Linked DNA regions of Ovis aries: region 2 is linked to region 1. Evidence: chromatin contacts called from public Hi-C data. All regions are on one chromosome and are shown on one strand. Each heading gives the region's core, a stretch centred on a gene start, on an enhancer-like site or on the middle of the called end of the contact. The rest is flanking DNA. Distances are from core to core; before and after follow the strand shown. Region 1 holds the start of POLQ (DNA polymerase theta). Region 2 overlaps HCLS1 (hematopoietic cell-specific Lyn substrate 1).

Region 1 (7,481 bases), core at 1,290-3,789:
GTTTTTTAAATTAGAAATTTATGTTGAATGTTTGAAATAAACTGTAAATTTAAAAATATTCTCTAGGCTTTTCAGAAAGATGACACAAATCATGCCTTTCAATTTCTTCTAAGTTATTTTTCTCAGTTGATCATAGTTCACCTAATAAGAACAGAATAACTTTGTGACAGATTTCTGTGTTTATTCTTTTTATGTCAAAGTGCTGGTTTTATATTGGGAGCAATATTAGAACATTTATATAGCATTTTCTCTGAACAGTACTTGTATGTGGTGAGGACTGTTCTAAGCACTTTACACCTATTAACTTAGTGTTCATAATAACCAAATATTAATAGTTGTTATTTTTATTATATCCATCATAAAGAAAGAAAGTGAAGAAAGAAGTCTCTCAGTCGTGTCCGACTCTATCCATGGGATTTTCCAAGCAAGAGTACTGGAATGGGTTGCCATTCCCTTCTCCAGGGGATCTTCACAACCCAGGGATCAAACCTGGGTCTCCCACATTGTGGGCAGATGCTTTACCTTCTGAGCCACCAGGGAAGCCCCATCTTCATCATATAGATGAGGAAAAGGAAGCTCAAGGAGTTAAGCAAGGATCACACAGCTACTAAGTCTTCAAACACAGATTGACTGTCTTCAGAGTTATACTCTGGACCCCTATGCTACACTGCATCTCAGAAAGATCTTCCATGACTACATCTAAATTCAGTTCAGTCACTCAGTCATGTCTGACTCTTTGTGACCCCATGGACTGCAGCACGCCAGGCTTCCCTGTCCATCACCAACTCCTGGAGCTTATTCAAACTCATGTCCATGCAGTCGGTGGGTGCCATCCAACCATCTCATCCTCTGTTGTCCCCTTCTCCTCCCACCTTCAATCTTTGGCAGCATATTTAACATCTAAATTAGGATCCCTTTTATTTAATAGTACTCTTTATTTCCTCCTGAGCACTGCTGCTGCTAAGTCACCTCAGTCGTGTCTGACTCTGTGACCCCATAGACGGCTGCCCAGCAGGCTCCCCCGTCCCTGGGATTCTCCAGGCAAGAACACTGGAGTGGGTTGCCATTTCCTTCTCTAATGCATAAAAGTGAAAAGTGAAAGTGAAGTCACTCAGTCGTATCCGACTCACAGCGACCCCATGGACTGCAGCCTACCAGGCTCCTCTGTCCATAGGATTTTCCAGGCAAGAGTAGGGAGTGGGTGCCATTGCCTTCTCCGTCCTGAATGTTAGTACAATTTAAAATTGTCAATTAATTTTTCAATTAGTTTAATATTTGTCTCCCTTAGTCTCTTTCTCTTTGAGAGCAGGAACCATTTCTTGCCATTTCCCTGTATATCAGTGCCTAGCACAGTAGACTCAATAGTAGATTCTCAATAACTAGTTGAGTAAATGAATGAAAGCATAAAAGATAACTAAGAAAAATGTTTCCCTCATGGAGTAATGACTCCATCGTGTGGAATTTTGGAATATTGTCCAAAAAAATTTTTTTTAACAAGATAGGTTTCATAGAACTCATTCTCCTATTTCCCAGGCTTATATTAGAGGCTTTGCTGTTGTTTGACTGGTCCTTTTGAGATTTTTAGAGCTATAGGAAACCACCGACTCTTTAGGGTAGGCTTTCCCTTACTAGATTTGCTTGGTGAAACGGATTGTGCAATTAGGTGAATAGCAGGTATCAGCTTAAGTCCAGAGCTCGCTTGATTCTACTTTGCCAAAAGGTAAAGCATAGATCCATCAATAAGCTCTTGGTTCCGAATGATCACTCTGGAACATCCAGAGCCCCTTCCATGCAGCGTTCTGCTATCTAAGAAGTCTATCGGTGGCAGTATCGTACTCGCCATCACATATTCCTTACAGTGTACAATGACTAAAGTAGAAATTGTGTACAGAAATAGCCTCTGCCCTACAATCATACACCAGGAGAGAGTAAATTGCACTCCATTCTAAATCCTAAATTTTACTGGTATAATATTTTGCACATATTGTTGTTCAGAGGCCAAGTCGTGTCCCACTCCTTGCCACCCCATGAGCTACAGCATGCCAGGCTTCCCTGTCCTTCACTATCCCCTGGAGTTTGCTCAAATTAGTCGATGATGCCATCTAATCATCTCATCTTTTGTTGACTCCTTATCCTGCATCAGAGTGTTTTCCAATGAGTCAGCTCTTCGCACATACAACTTATAATAATTATTTTAAAAATACCAATATGTTAAATAGAACTACATCTCTAATCTACCTATTATGGGCAGTTCATTTTACGAAGTTAGTATAACCTTGCTATTTAAACTAGAAATGGACAAAAGGAAAAGTAAAAATTTTAAGCCAGTATGATTATAGTTGGAGATTATATATACTGAGTCTGTTTTTTCCGCGTTTAATCTAGGTCCAACTCTGTTTCTATTACGCTAACCATCAACAATAGAGACGTGGGAGGTCTAAACCGAGCGAGAGCCGCTCCTTCCCCAAGAGTTTATGGTTCTCGGGTTACTCTCGCCACTGGGAACTCTATGGTCCCGGGGCGGGCTGGGAGGCCTGCGTTTTAAAACCGTGGCGGGAAGATGGCGGCCGCGTTCGTCGCCAGGGTCAGTTTTTTCCGAGTGGGAGGACGCTGGGACTCTGCGTTTCCCTGAATGGCGGAGAAGGTTTCGCGATGAATATAACGCGCTGGAGTGGGAAACAGCGACGTTCAGCATCAGGCTTAGACTCGTCTTCGGGAAGCGGCTTTGACGGCAGTGACAACCCCTTGCTCCTTTCCGGGCCGGTGCTGAGCCCACCTCCGGGCCTGGGACGCAGCTTGAAGGATCGTGGGCGCCGGCCGGCCGGAGCTACAGGTACTCCCAGGCACTCCGTGGCCAGCTCAAATGGGCTGCTAGTCGCGAGGTGTCCTTTCGGCGCGGAGCTCGCTCGTTTACAGGACCCGCTCGGCTCCTACTCCCTTTCTCAGTTTGTGACTCCAGCCCTGAGCGGCATGTCACTTTCTGTTGACAAGGAAGAGCTTTCAGTCCGTGTTCAGAGACCTCCTGGTATTATTAGTCTTCAAGTGGTTTCTGGGTTTTTATTCTTTCGACATTTGTTTACGGAAACAACTTACTAGTTGGCCAAATCTCATCACCTGTAAGGGATTCACGCCTAACAGTGCCAGTACTCCTTACAGATACTTAAATTGGATGTGTTTTATGGCAGGTTATATATAACACGTAGGAATTCCAAAACTCAGTAGAAGGCTAATTACTGAAGTCTTACGTTAAAACTAACTACTTACTTCCTTTTTTTCTTTTTTGTTTTTGTTTTTTTTTTTCCCCCAAAAGGGGAATGCAAGCAGACGTTTCCTGATGATCAAATAGACAAGCTGCTGTTGGCAAATTGGGGACTTCCTACAGCGGTTCTGGAGAAATATCACAGTTTTGGTGTTAAAAAAATGTTTGAATGGCAGGCAGAGTGCCTTTTGCTTGGACAAGTCCTGGAAGGAAAGAATTTAGTTTATTCAGGTATTCAAATTTGTGCAAATTAATTTCTGTACCATTTTAAAGACATTATGAATGTAGAGAATGCTCTATTGAGGTAAGGCAGATGAAATTTATAACTAGAGAAAGTCTTAAAATATATGAAAAGCAGAGTTTCATCATATGCATACCTTATTTATGAAAATCCCCTTATATGGTGGGGTGGGGAAAGGCAAAACCCCTGCAGTTTAAAGAGAGTTATCTGCTTGCCTTTCCTCTCAACAAACATTCATCCCAGTGTGAGCATGCAGTATGAGATGTAAATGTGTTCTTCCCACAGTTGATCTCAGTTGCCTTTCAGTGTGTGAACATTTTATAATACATACCTGTTTATAAGTTGACCTGCTCATACAGGAGTATATACATAAAACCTTATGTAATACTTTATGAAAGGTTATATGGGCTTTCAAGAATAATTTTGACTTATAAAACTTTTAACCATCTGTCTTTAGAATACTGACTTTAGAATCTAATCACTTGGTAAGATCAGTTTTCTCTGAAGTTGTGAGTTACCCAGATTTTTCATTATGGCTGCCAAAAATAGCTAGGAGATTTTCTATCTATTTCTCAATGGATATGATGAGTTTGAATAAACTCCAGGAGATAGTGAAGGACAGGGAAGCCTGGTGTGTTGCAGTTCATAAGGTCCCGAAGAATGTGACATGACTTGGTGACCGAACAACAAGATACAAGTTCAGGCTGTTTACTGGCTGTGTAACCTTGCAGATTACGTGAGAGAGAGGAGGAGAAAGAGAGGGAGTGACAGTGCACACAGAAAGCATGAGTGCCTGCTTGTGGGCATAGAAAAGTTTTTGTCATATAGAAACACTCTTACTAATTGCTAGTGGCAGTTAGTGGTAGTTGTAGAATGCCCTGACAATTTCAATTGCTTAAATACTTGGGTGTCATTCATAACTCTGGTCACCAACTCACATAAATTTATCACCGGGTCCAGTGTCTGTTATCTCAAATATCTTGATTCTGACCAGTACTCTTTGTTCTTGGGTGCATTACCTAGGTTACTATCATCTTCTAGATTATGCAGTAGCTTTGTAACTAGATGTTCAAGCTGGTTTTAGAAAAGGCAGAGGAAGGAGAGATCAAATTGCCAACATAAGCTGATTCATTGAAAAAGCAAGAGAGTTCCAGAAAAACATCTGTTTCTACTCTATTGACTATGCCAAAGCCTTTGACTGTGTGGATCACAATAAACTGGAAAATTCTGAAAGAGGGGAATACCAGATCACCTGACCTGCCTCTTGAGAAACCTCTATGCAGGTCAGGAAGCAACAGTTAGAACTGGACATGGAAGAACAGACTGGTTCCAAATAGGAAAAGGGATACGTCAAGGCTGTATATTGTCACCCTGCTTATTTAACTTCTATGCAGAGTACATGATGAGAAACGCTGGGCTGGAAGAAGCACAAGCTGGAATCAAGATTGCCGGGAGAAATATCAATAACCTCAGATATGCAGATGACACCACCCTTATGGCAGAAAGTGAAGAGGAACTCAAAAGCCTCTTGATGAAAGTGAAAGAGGAGAGTGAACACAATGTTGGCTTAAAGCACAACATTCAGAAAACTAAGAACATGGCATCTGTTCCCATCACTTCATGGGAAATAGATGGGAAACAGTAGAAACAGTGTCAGACTTTATTTTGGGGGGCTCCAAAATCACTGCAGATGGTGATTGCAGCTATGAAATTAAAAGACGCTTACTCCTTGGAAGAAAAGTTATGACCAACCTAGATAGTATATTGAAAAGCAGAGATATTACTTTGCCAACAAAGGTCCGTCTAGTCAAGGCTATGGTTTTTCCTGTGGTCATGTATGGATGTGAGAGTTGGACTGTGAAGAAAGCTGAGCGCTGAAGAATTGATGCTTTTGAACTGTGGTGTTGGAGAAGACTCTTGAGAGTCCCTTGGACTGCAAGGAGATCCAACCAGTCCATCCTAAGGGAGATCAGTCCTGGGTGTTTATTGGAAGGACTGATGCTAAAGCTAAAACTCCAATACTTTGGCCACCTCATGTGAAGAGTTGACTCATTGGAAAAGACCCTGATGCTGGGAGGGATTGGGGGCAGGAGGAGAAGGGGACGGCAGAGGATGAGATGGCTGGATGGCATCCCCGACTGATGGACGAGAGTTTGAGTGAACTCCGGGAGTTGGTGCGGACCAGGAGGCCTGGCATGCTGCGATTCATGGGGTTGCAAAGAGTCGGACATGACTGAGTGACTGAACTAAACTGAACTGAATCTTTTCTTTCTGCCCTTACTTTGCTTCTGCAGCCAAACTCTGTAAAGTACAGTTATGAATTTCTCACTCCTTTCCACGTTCACCTAACTCAACTAATCACTCTCCATTGCTTTCAGGGTAAATTTCTTATGTGGTAGGATTATAAAACTTTTTTTCTTGTGGCACTTTCATGTCTCTTTTACTCCCCTACTTGTGACAACCTACTCCAGTATTCTTGCCTGGGAAATCCCATGGACAGAGGAGCCTGGCAGGGCTACAGTCCATGGGGTCGCAAGAGTCAGACACAACTGACTGACTAAACCTACCTACCTACTTGTACTTTTTGTTTCAGACATTCAGTTACCATCTTCTGAATATACTAGGCTTTCCTTTAGACCTTTACACATGCTGTTTTTTCTGCTTGGGATTCTTTTCTTTTTCCCTTTTTGCTCCTTTGAAATTCTGTTTCCTTTACATAAATCCTTATAGCTTTTCCCCTTCAGCATCTATCATAGCTTCTATCACAATGTATTTAAGCTGTTTATTTCCTCATAGTAGGGCTTTTAACTATTTGGTACTTAAAGGAAAGGATCTTTAGGTGTAAGCTAGGTACTCAGTAATATTCATCATTTATTGCTGTTACAAAGATTTCTTTGTCTCTGTTTTTCACTGGGAGAGTGTTTAGAAAGCTGGTTTAAAGTTGGGTGTTTCAGGGTTATGCAAGGAGATCCAACCAGTCCATTCTAAAGGAGATCAGTCCTGGGTGTTCATTGGAAGGACTGATGCTAAAGCTGAAACTCCAGTACTTTGGCCACCTCATGCGAAGAGTTGACTCATTGGAAAAGACCCTGATGCTGGAAGGGATTGGGGGCAGGAGGAGAAGGGGACGACAGAGGATGAGATGGCTGGATGGTATCACTGACTCGATGGACGTGAGTTTGAGTGAACTCCGGGAGTTGTTGATGGACAGGGAGGCCTGGTGTGCTGTGATTCAAGGGGTTGCAGAGTCGGACAGGACTGAGCAACTGAACTGAACTGAAAGGTTTCAACTGATAGGTGGTGGCGGTTTAGTTGCTAAAGTTGTGTTCTGCTCTTGCGACCCTATGGACTAGTCCTCCAGTCTCCTCTCTCCATGGGATTTCCCAGGTAAAATACTGGAGTGGGTTGCTGTTCCCTCCTCCAGGGAATCTTCCCAACCCAGGGATCAAACCCACATCTCCTGCCTTGGCAGGGGGGTCCTTTATCACTGAGCCGCCAGGGAAGCCCTAATGATAGTTTGTTTATGTTGTCCAGTTAGCCTTGGGCTCTTTAGTCACTAGATATGATTTAAAACATTTGTTACTGCACTGTATCAATTATTACTTATTTTTGTGATGATCTTGTGGAATAACATCTTTTAGCTCCTACAAGTGCTGGGAAGACTCTCGTTGCTGAGCTACTTATTTTGAAGCGGGTTTTGGAAATGCGGAAGAAAGCTCTTTTTATTTTGCCCTTTGTTTCTGTGGCTAAAGAGAAGAAATACTATCTCCAGGTAATTTCTTTTGTGAAAGGCCTATTATTGGCAGCTTTGGCTTTACTCATTTGAAATAGAATTATAAAGGTAATTGGAAAATAAAAATCTTTCATTACATCTCAATCCATGGGATTACAAGAGAGTGGTACATGATTTACAAGTAAACACCACCAATGTAGCTTTAAAAGTTGACCATTTATGAGAGGAAACTTTAAAATTACTGCATA
Region 2 (6,835 bases), core at 4,033-6,532, 87 kb before region 1:
TTCAGGAGTTGTAGGAGACCGAAAGAAGAAAGTTTGAGGGATGCAGAACAGAAAGGGAGGTTTCAGAGCTCACCGGCTCAATGTTATCATGGGGGTCTGGGTGGATAAGCGTGGAGAGGGGGGTCTGAGTAAAGTCCCTGACTGAAGGAAGCAGCTGATATAGGGCACGTGGGGGGCATGTGTGTCAGCTGTGTGGTCTCTCAGTTTAGCACATCTCTTGCCATCACTTATTGCTGAGTGCTGTCTTCTGTAGAATGACATCTCCGAGAAGGAACAACGTTGGGGAGCCAAGACCATCGAGGGCTCTGGACGCGCAGAGCATATCAAGTAGGTGCCATAAGGACTGGGAGGAGGGAAAGAGGTATGGGAGGAGCCCAGGGAAAACTTGGAGACTCAGGAGAAGGAGAGAGAGAAATTCCTGTCTCCGTGTCTTTGCTTTTTCTTCTTGCTGTCCCCATATGTCCCTCTGTGTATCATTGTGTATTTGTTTCACGTCTCTCCTCTTATCCCCCCAACCCTACTATCTGTTTTTTATTTCCAGCTTCTCTGATATTTCCCCAAGTGGGTCTATAATTTTAACTGTTTCTCTTCCTTCAGTAAGACATGAATTCAGAGAGGGAAGTGCTGACTTCACTAATTTATTATCTGTCTACTCACATATATATAATGTGTGTCTGTATTGTAGGGTGACTTCAAATGGGCCAAGAAGGATTCAGTAAAATGTCAAGGGAAAGAACTCAGAATAAATGTTATTAATATAAATAAGAGGATAATATCAGGCCCCATACTTGGCCAAATGACTTTTAAAATAAAAATTTACATTTGACTACTTGGCAGAAGCAGGAAGTGGTGAATGGTAACATGAAGAAATATGACACTTGGAAAGCCTGTGGATTAAAACTATGTTGGCAGTCTTAAAGATTATAACCTAATAGTTTACCAGAAAAAAAGCAAAATGACAAAAAACTCTGATTCCACAAGAGAGAAGGAAGTTACACACAAATCCAGGGATTTCTGTGGGGTGTAGTATGTATTAGTATTGTGAGATTCTCTCTTTTCCATGGATTATTCAGGGTTTCCTAACTAGGGCTATTTGCCTTGGATAGTGTCAGAATGTCCAGTAGACACAATAAACAGTAGACTAAGAGCAAAATTAAAAAGTAAATAAGTTGGGAAAATTAATCATTTTAAGCTCAACTTTAATGACCCTTCCTCATAAACAACAGTGTTTTTACCTCGTTTTCTTCTAGAAAAAGTGTCAGTGGATGGTCACACTGCACAAAGCATGCTATGAAAATTTGGCACTTGTTTATATAATTTGATAATATTTGGTACTATGCATTGTTGTTTAATTGGACATAAATGATTTATTTCAGGTAACTGTATGAATATCATATTTAAGGAAACTAGGCAATTCTGGAAGCAGTTGGAAAGTGAAAAAAGGGAATTGGGTAGTGCAGGAAGCTTCTCTGGTGCTCCTCTGTAGGCTCATCAAATCCTGCCCAAGTTAAGATGTCTTTCATTTTCTGAGAACAGGTCACTCAGCCCTCGTATCCTGAGAGCTATTAAGATAAGCATACAAACTCTCCTTGTACCCTTCCCCTACCAGTGCCCTTCACATGCAGAGCAGGAGTAGAACATTTTAAAGAGGACCCCTAAACCCCCGCCACAGTCTTATGGAAAGAGCTTGAGTTTGGATATCAGATAGATTTAGATTCAATTTACAGTTCTACCATTAATGGCAATGTGGGTTAGGCATATAACTTCTCTGAAACTCAGCTTATTTATTTATCCAATGAGGATGCAACTAGCTACCCTGCAGATATATGGTTAGAATTCAATGAATTAGCATGTAGCAATGTCTAGTGCAGTACTTAGCACCTCCTGGCCCCTCAATAATGTTATCTCCATTTCCTGTTAGTATAGATTAGTTGAACCAGATTTTCTTCCTAAAAACCTAAAATAAACATGTAAACAGACGACAATCTTCCTTATTCCTAAGTGGCATTTATTTGGACTGCTGTGTTATACAATCCAGTATATTTATTACTCTCACTGGTGACCCCTGGAGTTGTAAAATGTGGTGACCCTGGGTGTTTCGTTATTAGCCTAACTGGATCTATATCTGGTAAAATAAATGGTAGGGACATTTACCCAGAAACCCACTCCTCTCCCATTTACCCAGGCTATTGAGGTGTAAAAGCCCAGTCTCTGCTAGTTCCTAGCCAGGTGATCTTGGACAGGCCACTTCCCTCTCTGATTCTCAATCTTAGCACTGGGATCAAAAAGATCTCTAGAGGACCTTCCAGCAGTAAGTCTATAATACTCTGGGGTTCTTTTTGTCTCATGTGGACTAGAACAACCTTTAAGGTCAGATGGGAATCACCAAGGTCCTTGGAAAGGAAGGGAAGTAGAAGAGAACAGTAGCTGCAGAGCTCAGATGATTCAAAGCAGGAAAAGGAAGTGATTGTGGTTCTCATTAATCTCACTACCATCCCCCATGATCTTTCTTTTTTAGGTCTGTGAAAATAGACCTAAAATAGTTTGAGGAGTGGTTTGGTAATTCGGTAAATAGTTCAAATGACCCTATCCATCCTTCACCTATTGTGTAGAGAAGTCCTGGGCCAGGCAGCTCCAAGCAGTCTGGTGTTTCCAGGACCTGCCTAGTTTTCAAGGGTTCTTGTCTTCTCTCCATCTTCTTCTCACCAACTTTCCTCACTTATGTTCATGCACCTCTTTACGAGGCTGGATATGAATACTGATCTGCTTCTTGTCACTATAGCTTAATTTTTCCTGTCCTAGAATTGCATGTAAATGGAGTAATACATAATGTATTTTTTGTGTCTGTCTTCTTTCACTCAGCATAATATTTTTGAGATCTATTCATGGCCTTGTGTGTATCAGTCTTTTGTTCCTTTTGAAGGTCAGGTAAAAATAAATAAAGCTGTCAAGTAAAACTGTCATGAACATCGGGTCCAAATCTTTTTCTTTACCTATATTTTTACTTCTACCTATAGTAGAATTCCTGAGTCATATAAAAAGTCTGTTTTAGTTTTTTAAGAAACTGCTTTCTGAAAGAAATGTTTTTTCACTCCTACCAATAATGGATGAGTTTTAATTGTTCAACGTCTTTGTCTATACTTAGTATTGTTAGTATTTTTAATCATTTTTGTAAGTGTGTAGTGATTTTAACTTGTATTTTTCTGCTGGTTAATTTTATTGAACATCTTTTCACGTACCATTCATGTATTTTCATATGTCTTCGTTTTGAAGTGTCTATTCAAATCTTTTTCTCATTTTTAAACTGGGTTATTTGTATTCTTTTAAGTTTTAAGAGTTCTTTAAATATTCTAGATAAAAGTCTTTTGTGACATGTATGTTTTATAAATATTTTCTGCCAGACTATAACTTGCCTTTTCACTCTATTAATAGCTTCTTTTAAAGATCAAAATATGTTAATTCTGATGAAGTCTAATTTTATAAAAAATTTTTATGGTCAGTGCCTATGTGTCTAGGGAATTTTTGCCTACCTCAAATTGTGAAGATTTTTTTCCTATGTCTTTTTCTAAAAGCCTTATAGTTTTAGCTTTTACATTTAAGTCTACAATTTACTTCAAATTTGTTTTTGTGTACAGTGTGAGGCAAAGATTGAAGTTCATTTTATTTCCATTTGGAGAGTTCATTATTCCCACATCATTAAAAGACTATTCTTTCTTCATTGATTTACCTAGCATCTTTGACCATATATGTGAAGGTCCATTTCTAAACTATTTTATTGATTTATGTCTGCTCTGACCCATACCATACTGCACTGAATGTTGTAACATTATTGTACTGTACCTTTTATTGTAGCAATGAAATCAGGTAGTCCTTCAACTTTGTGCTCCTTTAAAAAATAACTTTTTATTAACCCAGAACTTTACATTTCCACACACATTTTAGAATTAGCTAGTTGATTCCTACAAAAATACCTGTTGGTATTTTGACTGGAATTGCACTGAATCTATAGACCATCGATTTGGAGATAACTTACATTTTAATGCTGGAAGAGGAAATGGCAACCCACTCCAGTATTTTTGCCTAGAGAATCCCATGGACAGAGGAGCTTGGCGGGCTACAGTCCATGGGGGTCTCAAAAAGTCGGACACAACTGAGCGACTAATATTTTTATTTATTTTTATTACATCTTAATGATCTCAAGTTTTCCAAGCCATGAATATGGGATATGTTTCCATTTACTTAGCTCTTCTTTAATCTTTTCAGAAATGTTTTTCAGTGTTCAGGTCTTACACATATTTAATTAAAGTTATTCTAAAATATTTAGTGTTATTTCATGTGATGGTAAGTAGAATTTATTTTTAACTTTAAATTCTCAAATGTCTGTGGCTAGTATGTAGAAATAAAATTGCTTTTGATTGTAATCTTGTTTGGCACCTTGCTACATTGGCATCTTGCTAAATGTACTGAATAGTTCTAGTAGCAAACTGATGTAGATTCTTTAGAATTTTCTTTGTCTAGGATCATTGTTTGTGAATAAAATTTTATAGTCTGAGTCACTAATTTTTGTACTTTTACTTTTATCATAAAAACCACAAAAAACATTCTGTTCCTTCTCTTAGCTCATCTTTGAGGTCCTGGTTACTATAAACTATATTGCTTTATCAATTCCAAGGCAAGACTTTAAATAGGCTTCTGAGAGTTAATGTGTCAGGTTTCTTAGGTATGCCAATTAGGACATTGAAATATAACTTTTAGTTTCCTCTCTATATCTTGCATCTGATCACTATTTTCATATATTAATTATCTTTGTATTGTCAGAGTCTAACGGTACTTCACACTAAAAAATATTTATAAATATTTAATTAATATTTATTTAATAATGGAATAATACAACACATTTATAGTAGCTTCAGCTATAGTCTAAAGAATTTGGTAAAAAGTTGGTCTTTGCTGGCCCCAACATTTTCATTCAAATTTTATTATCTGTTGTCATGATTCTCTGATTAGCCTCACAGCCAACTATTAGGGGGATATTCCTGAATCTCATTTTCTAATCCCTTTAAAAACTTGTTTCAACTATAAAACAGTTATGATTCATACAACAGTGACTGGATTTATTAAAACTTTGCATATTTTCCCCCATTTGAAAGTAATGTCTAGTCACATTTTCTTCATTCTTCATCTGAAAACTTTGGTTGGGAAATAGATCATTTACCTGTTCTTGGCACCAGTAACTTTTTTGGACACAGGTAGTTCTAAAGTGTTGATGTTGTCAAACTAGCAACACAGGATCTCTGCCTTCCCGGCTGCCAGAAGGTTTAGAGCAGGCACAGGAACAGAGGGTTCTTCCAGCTCTTAGCTTAATTTCATCTGGGTCAAAGCCAATTTTCTAAAATTAACTTTGACTAAAGCTGAGATGGCTTTAAAAAAAGACTTCTGGTGGCCTTACACTACAAGGCCACAAGATGGATCTATTCTTCCATGAAAGAGGAGAATTTTGTCTATGAGATGGCCACTCTAACTGTAACCAATATGTCTGGTTTATATGAGCTAATAAATTTCCAGGAAAATTGCTATCTCAGTTCTCCAAACCTCCATTTCTCGCTGCAGGAAATTAAATTTTTTATTTAGGATTCTCTTGCCCAAGTGTTTCTAAGAATCCCCAGTGGTCATTATATGTGTCTAAGTATCAGTCCTGATTGTCACTTATTGGAGCTGGGGTTGGTGCTGGTGCTGAGCTATCACTTCATATCCTCAGGCCAAACAAATACCCGTAGATGTTCTGTGTACTATGCTGTGCTTATTCGCTTCAGTCATGTCCGACTCTTTGTGACCCTATGGACTGTGGCCCACCAGGTTCCTCTGTCCATGGGATTCTCTAGGCAAGAATACTGGAGTGGGTTGCCATTTCCTTCTCCCGGGGATCTTCCCAACCCAGGGATCAAACTTGCATTTCTTATGTCTCATTCATTGATAGACAAGTTCTTTACCACTAGCACCACCATGGAGAAGGCAATGGCACCCCACTCCAGTACTCTTGCCTGGAAAATCCCATGGACGGAGGAGCCTGGTAGGCTGCAGTCCATGGGGTCGCTAAGGGTCGGACACGACTGAGCAACTTCACTTTCACATTTCACTTTCATTCATTGGAGATGGAAATGGCAACCCACTCCAGTGTTCTTGGCCTGGAGAATCCCAGGGACGGGGGAGCCTGGTGGGCTGCCGTCTGTGGGGTCACACAGAGTCGGACACGACTGAAGTGACTTAGCAGCAGCACCACCACCACCACCATGGTAAAGATGAAAGTGAAGTAAAGGGGAGAATGCCTCCTTTCAGTGTTATGTTCTCTTAAGGATAGAGGTATCCCAGATAAAGGTTATTAATTTTTAGTTCTCTTGGGAATAGGCAGATTTAGGGGCAGTGTGAAGGGCATTCATTTTTAACAAGCAGAGACATAAAATACTTTATGTGTAGATAAATTCCTCAATGATGTATTTTTCCTACTCAATGTCTTTAATGACTTCCTCATGTGCCATTAAAAAGTAATGTGCAATTTACTTAACTATTCCCCAATTTTCTCCACATAAAATGTTTCTTGGTTCTTATTACTAAATACAATGTTCCACTGAATATCATTAGACACTACGCTTTGCCACAGTTAAAGTTATTTCCTCCGGATAGACTTCTAGAATGTGTGGGTAAAGGGTATATGAATCTTTTTGTGCTTCTTGAGGTAGAACACCTAATTGTTAGACAGCAAATCCATTCAGAGAGGAAAATAACTCTTCAATTATTGGCCTCTAACATTTAGAAACATGAGTCTAAATATCAGAAG

The links. Hi-C and Micro-C count contacts between places; a contact is called where the count stands out from the background.
Region 2: a Hi-C map of tail adipose tissue shows a contact between it and region 1, with 3 times the contacts expected there. The contact joins the enhancer-like site here to the promoter of POLQ in region 1. A contact is called at or near these places in 2 of 16 Hi-C or Micro-C datasets (skin fibroblasts and tail adipose tissue).

Annotation. Positions count from the first base shown.
Region 1 is chr1:186,897,696-186,905,176 of ARS-UI_Ramb_v3.0, reverse strand. It overlaps POLQ (DNA polymerase theta), which reads left to right and starts at 2,539. Exons shown (of 30, transcript XM_042231980.2): 1 at 2,539-2,833; 2 at 3,311-3,490; 3 at 7,142-7,272. The coding sequence starts at 2,653.
Region 2 is chr1:186,988,233-186,995,067 of ARS-UI_Ramb_v3.0, reverse strand. HCLS1 (hematopoietic cell-specific Lyn substrate 1) reads left to right here. Exons shown (of 14, transcript XM_004002961.6): 3 at 254-327. Among named protein-coding and RNA genes, the nearest start is that of HCLS1, 6.9 kb to the left of the region's middle. Within about 2 kb of position 5,282, at least 4 of the 54 cell types and tissues checked have an H3K27ac peak or open chromatin away from gene starts, as enhancers often do. A contact at or near this core is called in tail adipose tissue, where this site is marked.